Linked DNA regions of Anas platyrhynchos: region 1 is linked to region 2. The links are chromatin contacts, called in public Hi-C maps. All regions are on one chromosome and are shown on one strand. The core of a region is the stretch at or near the end of the contact, and the rest is flanking DNA. Distances in the headings are between cores, read along the strand shown. Region 1 has its middle 37 kb from the start of CXADR. Region 2 has its middle 32 kb from the start of CXADR.

What was found. A called contact is a pair of places that touch in the nucleus more often than the background predicts.
Region 1: a contact with region 2 is called in a Hi-C map of skeletal muscle, with 5 times the contacts expected there. The contact joins two enhancer-like sites. A contact is called at or near these places in 2 of 8 Hi-C or Micro-C datasets (liver and skeletal muscle).

What each region holds. Positions count from the first base shown.
Region 1 is chr1:104,529,936-104,534,965 of IASCAAS_PekinDuck_T2T, forward strand. No RefSeq gene overlaps it. Among named protein-coding and RNA genes, the nearest start is that of CXADR, 37 kb to the left of the region's middle. Within about 2 kb of position 1,531, at least 1 of the 8 cell types and tissues checked has an H3K27ac peak or open chromatin away from gene starts, as enhancers often do.
Region 2 is chr1:104,461,606-104,466,526 of IASCAAS_PekinDuck_T2T, forward strand. No RefSeq gene overlaps it. Among named protein-coding and RNA genes, the nearest start is that of CXADR, 32 kb to the right of the region's middle. Within about 2 kb of position 2,071, at least 2 of the 8 cell types and tissues checked have an H3K27ac peak or open chromatin away from gene starts, as enhancers often do.

The DNA of each region.
Region 1 (5,030 bases), core at 281-2,780, 68 kb after region 2:
AGGGGAGAAACACAGGAATTACTGTGCAAGCTGATAGTATCAGCTAGTTGGTTAAAAATTAGTTTTGTAAAAAGAACTTGAGAAAAGTCTGAAACTTCATGCACCTAAGTATGTCCATGGAGTGAAAGGAACCATTTTTGTACTCAAATTCCTGCTTAAACTATCTTTCAATATATTCTGAGTAAAGAAAAATATCTGTTGCTCTTGAAGTTAAATGTGTGATGCATTTGTTTTCTTCAAGTAAGCTAGTAGCTGCAGAACTACTTTGTCATGTCAAATCCACGTGACAGTACAGCTTTTCTTACTAGCCTTCCAGATGCCAACACGGAGTCTTTTGCAAGGTACTGAATGTTGACTATTTAGTCCAGAAGTCTACCTCAGTGAGATGGCCAAGTAACTGTTAGTTTTGTTACAGTGGTGTAAATGTGGTACAAATTCGAAAGCCTTCCTGATATTATATAGACAGGTTGAAGATTGAGACTAACTCTGTCTGCATGCTGCCATTGTGTTCATGCTTAGAAGGTAAAATAATGAAGCCTGGAGATCATGCCTGGATAGATTACTGTGACCTGGTGTCTGTTTGTGAATTATATATGTCAGTAGGCATTTTTACTTGGATATGGTTCAAGTCTTCAACATTTTATCTTTGTATCTAGCATGCAGACTGGCTCACCTGGTCAAAGGGTGGAGGAAACACCCTGGCTCTTGTGCCAAGAGATCTTCTTGCCAGGGCTTGCTTTTCACAAGAAAGTTCAAGCAGTACTTATTTGGTAACTGAGCTCTTGTCCACACCCAAAAATCTCTGTCTTTCTCTTTCATATGCAAGCTAGCTGACCTGGACAATTGGACAAAGCCTAAGAGCTGCCTATACTCAGCAGCCTGCATCTTTGCTGCAAAACTTGCAGTGCTTTCCCACTATCCCTGCATAATATGCAGGTCTATCGAATGTGAATTCTTGAATCAAGCTGTTACTGTACTCTATTTAGTTCAGACCTCTCAGTATAATTTTTCCAACAGCCATTCTAATTATACACATCTGAAAAATAGCACTGTGCTCATACATTTTAACACTTGCTGGCATCTTCTCCACGGTTACCAAGCGTTCTAGTCATGCAGACCTTTAGGTTTGATGTGTGATATGGAAATCATGTGTTGCAATTTAAGACCAAAGCTGGTTATGTGGGTTCAGACTGCCTGGGTGTTACACCATCTGGAGTCTGAAGCAAGTCAGATCCTTCACCAAATGAACTTTCCTGTGGTCTAGGGGCTGATCCAGATTCAGACTTTGCCCTACAGGCAATATGGCTGCAACAGGCTCAGAAATGGGAACGAGCTATGCCACTACAAGGCAATTTCACATTGCCATGACTCTATCCAGGCCTGAACTTATAGCATTGTAATTATTTCCATAAAAATTAGAAACCCCAAACTGTAACTCTAGCATATGCTTTTTAAACAGCAGAACTCAGTATGCTAGAGGCTGAATTGGCCCAGTCCTTCTTGCTCTTGGCTTTTCGTTTCTGGCCTTGGGCTATATCTTATCTTTTGTCAGCATAAGCATTGGTGCAGCTGCTGTGAGCCACATCAGAGACATGATTTAGTTTAAAATTACTTACATATAGCGTAGTTTAGTTTTAACTCAGATATGTTCACCATTTCAGTTCACCAGACAGCTGCACCAATATTTGTGCTGACAAAAGGGGAAGAGAAGGAGACAGTGTGAAAGTGGAAACAGGGATCGAAGTACAAGAGAAAGGTGGGACAACTTATTTCAGCAGCAATGCTAAAAGTGCTCTGAGCAGGGAGTTAGACTAGATGTACTCCAGAGATGCTGTCCAACTTCAACTATTTTGTGATTCTGTGGAATAGACACACATACCCAAATTCTCCCTGCATCAAAAATGGTGATTTTTAGCAGCCATGTAAATCTGAAGATGCTTGAAGGCTACAGTTACCTCTGCTTCCAACTGGTGGTTCCAGGCACCCTTAGTCCTCCTGGCCTGCTCAGAAACCAGCTGGTCTGAATGGGATGCAGGTTGTGTTGTATTGCACATGCATCCCATGGGCTACCACACGTATGAACCAGTCTATATGAATCCAGTGTGTTCTCAGGACATCCCGGCCCAGCCAGTGTTGGAACTAAACATGTCAGCAGAAGTTGCCACTTTTAATACTTAAAGGAGATGGCTGTTGATAATGCTGATGTTGTCCTCAATTATGAGCTTGCAAAAATGTATGCAGTTATTTTTTGTGACTGCAAAGTAATTCCAAGTCTCTCCCTAAGGCATCTGATGAAATAGATTCACTTGGGCAAATCACCGTTATCTTCAAGGGCAGTGTAGCTAGGTCACTGGTAGTGCAGTTCTCTATGCAAACGATGTCTTCTGTTGTTTACAAGAAAAAAGGCTCAAGTTCAAGTGGAGAGGAATAATTTACTTCAAACTCAACTTCAGTAACGTGGAAGGTGAAGAGGGAAACCATTAAAAGAAAAACCAGTATCTTTCTCTACAATGTGGTGTATCATCCAAATACTGCTTGCTTTAATCCATATACGCAAGGCCCAGTTCATAAAATGTAAACAGAGATAGTAAGACTCTAATGTGGTTCATTCTAGTTCATTTGTATTCCTCTTATGACTCTCATTGTTTATGGGAAAATGTAATATGTTAAGAATTGCAAGTGATTTATTTTGAATTGTTTGCTTATATAATGCAGGATGCTTTAACGTTCAGGAAGCAGAAAGGCATGAGCAGGAGCCTGAGCTGATACTGAATATGTCAAAGTGCTTACAATGCACTGTATGTACTCTGTTCTGCATAAGCAATTCTCCGGTTACAAAGTAAATTGCATTAATTAAAATTATCACAACAGAAACTCTGAAAGTTTTGCTTGACAGAGAAATTATAATGGAATTACTGCCTTCTGTGTTAACACTGTCTCGTGCTGCTTTTTTACCATGTCTGAGTGTCTAAATTGTCAATGCCAGGTCTCTGTCCTCACAATCTAGCTGTCATTAATGCAACAGGAATGTGTTGTCCTTGCAGAAAAATCCCTGTTCCCTTCACACCTGTCTTTCTCAGTTTTGAACTTTTTCTATGTAGCTCTCTCTATTATCAGAAAACAAACTTTTTTTGGAGGTTCTGATAGTCCTACTCTTCAGGTTAATGGAAAAGGAGGTGGTAAATTTAATACATCTCTGATCAAATCATGCTTTAACATGGAAATGAAGTGCATGAAACCCTTGCAGAACTGTTTGAAGAATGCTGTATCTGAGTTGCTGAAACTGGGAAATAGAGTACTAACACACTAAGGCCTGTCCTGTGACAGGCAGAAGAGTTTCACACTTTCAAATCCAAATTTTGATATAGATATTACAACTTAAATGGGGAATTAGAGATTCCTGTGATGGGACAGTTTAGAAGAAGCTAGACTAGTTTCAAATGTAGTACAAAATTTTACTCAGTTGACTGCCATTAAAAAGATGCCTTGCCAGTCATTATCACTACATATATATGTATATTAAAAATAAAAAAAAAAGTTAGCCCTTAATAATCATACCTGTGAGTATGTGATACCAAAACTGCAGAGCGGAAGCCCTGCAATTAGTGCTGCTGGCTGCCCTCCATGGCAGTTCTGGTCCCAGTAGTCACAGTGGGGTGGCTTGGGAGCTCTTGGACAGGCAAACCAGGATGGAAGTGTCTGGAAGTGTTCAGCCCCTCCCTCAAATCAGAATCTTGTCCTGTCATAAGGTGTCTTAGATTCCAGGCAGTTCTTAGCCCTTGGTCTGTTGCCATGGACTTTGGTACACAAAGCTGCAGTTACTTTTCTAGAATAGCAGGTGCCTTACATTTGTCTCTTTTTTTTTTTTTTTTTTTTTTTTTAGTTCCTTGGCTTTTTCTTCTTGTAAAGTAAAAGGTGTCTTTTCTCAGCCCTCACGGCTGTATTTCAGTGGCCAAGATTTAATCATCAGAGAGGCGTTTGTAGTTCCACAGCCTCTGCTTTGGCATCACTGCAATACACTAATGAGGATGATTTAAATTAGCTTGGTTTAGGCTTTCACTGGAGAAAATTTTGTGCGTTCATACAATTTTTGTTATGCCAGCAGAATTATCTGGCAGCAAAAATGAGCTGGTATATAGGTAGGTAATATTTTCAGCTCTTCCACCTAGATCCAGAAGTGGAGATGCTGTCGAGAAGCACCTAATGACTTATTCAGAAGTTTCTGTAGAGCCACTATTGGTATAGTTTATATGGTAGTAAGCAATGGAAATACTAATGTAAAAAATCTGTATTTGTAGTGTGAAGAACCACGCATGCTTTTGTACATAGCTGGTAAGAACGGGAAATTGTAGTAATTTATCCCTAAAAGTTTTGAGACATAAGAAAAAAAACAACATTGTAATTATTTTAGTAAGGCTTAATCAGCTCTTTTGGTGATTAATATGGGTTTTTGTTTTGTTTTGTTTGTTTAATGTGCTTGCAGTGGCAGGCCCTGAATCCCATTGATCCTTGTGTGCCAAGCAGCTCATAGGGCTTGACCACAGTTATGTGGTTTGATTGTACCACAGGCAGGTATTTAGATGCTTTGTGATCTGTAATAGTGGACACTGAGGCTCAGGGACTCAGAGGTCAACTGAGCACCCTGCTCAAGAATGCAGTCATCATACACGTCCACACAAAGGACTAAGGTAGTTATGTTTATGGCTAACACCTTTTTAGTCTTTCTGGTGTAATATGTCCCCTTATGGACTGCTCTTTCCCTGACTACTCTTAAACTCATGCTAGCACGAAGGATATCTGACCAAAGGAACCTTTTTGTCTCCTGTAGTGAAATATTATTATTTGTGGAAAGAATGATACAGCTTAAGACAGCATGGCCACCCACAAGGAATTGGTGTGGGACGATGGCCTTGCCATGGAACCAGTGTGCGCGTATGCTTCTGAGCAAAAGAGAAATTGTCAGGAGCACTGGACTTCTGACTGCCTGGAGTGTGTGTGGTGGGGCTCCTCACTCCCTAGCGCTGCCTTGG
Region 2 (4,921 bases), core at 821-3,320:
TGGAACACAGTACAAGTAACTAAGTACAATAAGGATATTTTTTTTCAAGAGTTCTTAACTAACTTAAATATCTTTTTCAAACTCAACCCTGATCCTTCTGAGCCCAGGTTTAAGTGAAAGTAAGCAACACTTATCCTGCTACATCAGGGCCCCAAGTTGTATGGATTCTAGACCTTTTCAGAGAGAGGAATCTGTTCTGCCCCTCTTCAGGGCAGAGGGAGGATACAATTCTCCAGGTCACAGGGAGATGGCAGATGTGTCATTTCAGACAGAAACAGGGCTTGTGAAGCCACACTGTCACCACCTTTTAAAACACTTTAAGCAGTAACATAGAAATGTTATAGATAGAGTTGCATCTTAAAAATCTTGTTTCCCACGCATTTCTTGAAAACTGGTGACCAGATAGTTGCAGCATAGGGCAGGCCTGGGAGAGCTAGGTGCTCCAGAGTTGTGGTTTCCTGGTGCTAGAGAAGGGAGGGGAAATGCAGGGGATGGTGCATGCTGCTGCAGAAAGGGACCATTACTTCTGCTGCCACCACCTTCTCCTTCCTCCCCAACAGTGGCAAAGGCAACCACACTTTGATAATGTAGCAAATGAGTCATACCTTATTTACTGCTCCCATCTATGTATTTCTTAGCAACTCTCTATTTTGCTGAGAGCCACCTCTGTCTGTCACAGATAGAATGATTTTTTATATATATAGTGTGTGTATATTTATTTACTTATTTATTTATTTTTTACAAAAATTGCATTTAGTAGCAAGATTTATGGCTTTAGGAAAAATTACAGGAAAATAAAAGAAAACCTGAGAGAAAGAAGGTAAAATCATCAAGAGACACTGCCTGTCAATATGTATGTCTTCATCTCTGTTCAGCCTCAGTTATACAGTCTGCCCACATGTAAATAATTCCAGTTCCTCCAGCTGTTCCTTTACTCCCATGTGGGGAATAGAAAGGCCACAGGGTTCACAACACAGTTTGCACTCCTGTAGCCATGGCACAGCAGGATCAGATAGGGAAAAATCCAGAAGTGTGTAGAACCAGTGTGATTCTCCGTTTAAGACAGTCTTTGAAATCCATGGATGTTGCAGGCCTTTCATCTCTCCCACTTTAGCCCCATAAATTTATGTCCTTTCAATGCAGCTATTGCCTTACTTGAAATGGAAAGGCAAAGCAAAACATTCAGTGGCAAGAAAGGCAGATCATAAGCAGTAACTGATGGCAGTTTTCAGGCACACGTCAGTCTGGCATGTTGATACCCATCTTCACCCGGTGGTCATTGCTGCACCACTTGAGCAGTACAGCTTGGCTTGTTCTGTTGATAATGTAAATCCCACAGATGAACTGAAACAGCCTGCCCTATGTGAGTAATAGAGGAATAAGTTGGCACTTGAGGGTTTCCTATTTCATGACAGCACTTGGCAGAGGCCTTGATTTTAGGCTTCTACTACGTAAGTGGTAAGTGGTAGTAGTACAAACACAAGTACTCCCTGTTACTTCTTTGCATATCTTGAACAGTTACTGATAATGGGTCACACATGAGCAAGTTTGTGAGAAAGGGAGAAGAAGACTTTGCTTATGTGGTTTTATACATTCACAGAGTGCTCTGAAATTCTCAGAACATTGCACTCCCCAGCTTGAATCAACATAGTGCAGGCAGTTGTATTTCTTACAGTTGTCTGTCTAATGAATAAGACATAAGATGTGGACATATTTATTTATTTATTTATTTATTATTAATATCATGATTAAAGGCAAAGAAGCAGCTTTTGGACTTGTGCTTGTAACAGTTTGTGATGGTTTTGTTGTTATTGTGGTTGTTACTGTTGTTTTTCCCAAGGCTGAGTTTGTGAAAGCAAGCCAAAGATATTGTGACAAGCCTAGGACTCTCTGAGGACATGCCACGATTCTTGCTCTGTTGTACAGCAGGATGTCTTAGGTGTTCAAGTCAAACGGAGAGAAATAGGAATCCCGGCCCTGTTGAAATGGCTGATGTACATGTACATGTAACTGTAGGAAGGAGCGAGAAAACCTAGCTTGTAATTGGGAAAGCCACCAGGGGAGGTCAGTGTCTCACAGAGACAGACCGGCATTCTCCCGTTCTCCACTGGGAAGCTTACGCCTACTATGGGCATTAGCTTCTCTGCATAAAAGAGGTGCGTGTGGCTCCCAACTACGTTTTCCCCCATTTATATATAGACCCAAGTGTCCTAAACAGCTCTGATAGCACACAGGCCTCTCCTACCTTCAGTTCTCCCTCAGTTTACTATATGTATTTTCTCCCATTGCTGTCTCCATAACTGATACTACTCATAGTATCAGTTAACAGTGACAAATGACTGTGGTCAGAGCAGAGTTGACAGCGATCAGGTGACAGTGTGGTCAGAGCAGAGGTCAAAAATCCGTGCCAGGACAACCAGGGTTACAGGATCAATATTTCAGATGCACTTCTCATCTCATCTACCGGCATCAGGTTTTTTTCTGCACAGTGCCAACCACAAAACTGGAAAATATGCTCAAGTACACATATGTATAGGTTCTATCCTGAAAGAGTGAAGAGGCATGGCTAACAGATAGTAGAGCCCGCCACTGGAAGGGTGAGTTTGACTCTCAGAATGGACTGAACCTGGCTGAGCTAGACTTTTCAAGTTTTCTGGGCTTAAGCAAGGAAGCCAAGATTTCAGATTTAGTGTCTGTGTTACTACAGCACAAGCTATACCATTAAAAGTCCATTCTGCATAATTTGTAGTTCATAGGTAGAATAGCTCAAAGTGGAGGGTACAGCTAGTATCCTGTGGATATTGGTCTAAAAAGGTTTCTCAAATCTACGGTTAATTCTCTAACCACTAGAAATAGCTAGGCTTTAAAGGGAAGTATCAGCTAGGACTGCATTTTTATTTATTTATTTATTTTTTTTAAAAAAAAAAAAGGATTTATTGTGCATACCTAAGTGATGTTTTGTGGTTTGAAAAGTGGGACCCATATCCTGCAGCCCCAGCTTGATGAATGCCTGAAACTGATATGTAATTAATCTTCACAAATTAAAAGCAATTCTTTGTCATAGCCACAAGACTAGAACAAGACTATATATGTGCAGGTACTGAGCTGGAGGCATGCATGTCCCATCAGATAAGCCTTGTCCTTTGAGAAGGCTTTGTGTATGGAGACCTCAGAGCACCCAGGGGGAAGCACGCTTTAGGTGGCAAAATATGGACCTTTATGTAGAGTGAGTCATCTAAATGTTTTTGTTGTCTATGGAGAGAAATGTGTTCCTCCAGGAAATGGTTCATCTCACTGTGGGCCCTAGAAGTGCCAATATTGCTCTACTAAGTGTAAAGGGTATGTAGGGTAACGTGTTACTGAGATGTAAACATCTAAGTTTAGGTGAAAGAAATCTCACCCACAGTTTCAGGAATGTAGGCCTTGTCAGAACCACAGTGCTGCTGGGTCTGGCCGGGAGCACCAGAACTTTCTAGCACCTGAAGGCCCTTTAGGATCAAACGCAGGTTTCAGGTGGCTCTGGAATCAAGCAGCACAAGTGTGGATGTTTCGGTTTAACTATATGCCATTCATCCTGTTTGAGAATAAGAAGAATAGAGATAAAACACTTTGAAATGTAAAGACACCTTTATGTTATATGCAAAGATTGAATGTTTTAAGACTCTTCCATAAACCAGACCAGTTTCAGAAAACATGTAAGCAAAGCAGCACCATAACACTGGAACCAAGCCTAAAACCCAAACCTTTGCTTGGGAGGGAAAATCAGATATGAATAAAACTTAACTCATGTTTTATCCAGTTTGCTAAGTGCTGATACTTGCTTTTTCCTCTCCTGCACGTGTTTGTGGCTCCAGTACCAGAAGTGCAAAAGGTCAGCTCCCCAACAGCTGAACTTTTAGTTTCACATGGACTTTGAGCGAAAATGAGGAAAGTCTGCTAGGGAAACATCTGCTTCTGCAAGCACTAGAAGTGCCAAGCACCCCCTTCAAGACACACAGCAACACGCTAAGATCTGCAGAGGTACATATAATTGTTCATGGCTGTGAGCACGTTCCCTGCCACCCCAGCACTGGGGTCTGCTGCCTGGGCTGGGGGTCAGCTTTGCAGCACAGCTGCCCTGGCCTTCCTGGCCAGGCCCAGAGCCTGCAGCAGTGCCTGGGGATGACCAGGCTGTGGCTGACCCTGGTCACTGTCCCCAGCCCAGCCTAGTTTGCCTCGCTAGGTCTGCAGAATGGGGCCGGCTGGAAGGGAGGCACTGCCCTGCTGGCCCTGAAGCTTTGGACTTCACCAGGTGAGAGTGATGACATAAACAAATTAGACACACACAAAACCTAAAAAGTACTTGGATAGCCCAGAGGAGAAGGAAGTGGATGGCAGTGGGTATATAAAACACAGACAGTGAGAGAAAGGTTGAAATAATTGTTTAGTCTGAAGAGATGTGCAAAGAGATGCTGTTGCAAAAGAGGAAATGCGTCTTCCATTTTCTGTGGACTTACAAACAGGCTTGAACCACATGTGAAACTCAGGGTGCTGCTAGAAAATTTCTGTCACAGCAAGCTGGGAGAAGAAGTTCATGAAGTTTGACAAGGCCAAGTAGAAGCTCCCGCACCCTGGGTTAGGGCAATCCCAAGCACAAATACAGTCTGGGCGATGAGGGGATTGAGAGCTGCCCTGGAGAGAAGGACTTGGCAGGATCCTGAACTGAACATAAGTTGGCACTATGCACTTGCAGCCCATAAAGCCAACTGCATCATGGCCTGCATCAGAAATAGTGTGGCACGCAGCACTAGGGAGGTGATTGCACCTTTGGATGCTGCACTGGTGAGACTGCACTTCAAACATTACGTTCAGTTTGGGGCACCTCATTACAAGAAGGATCGTGAGTTGCTCAAGCATGGGCAGAGAAGAGCAACAAAGCTGA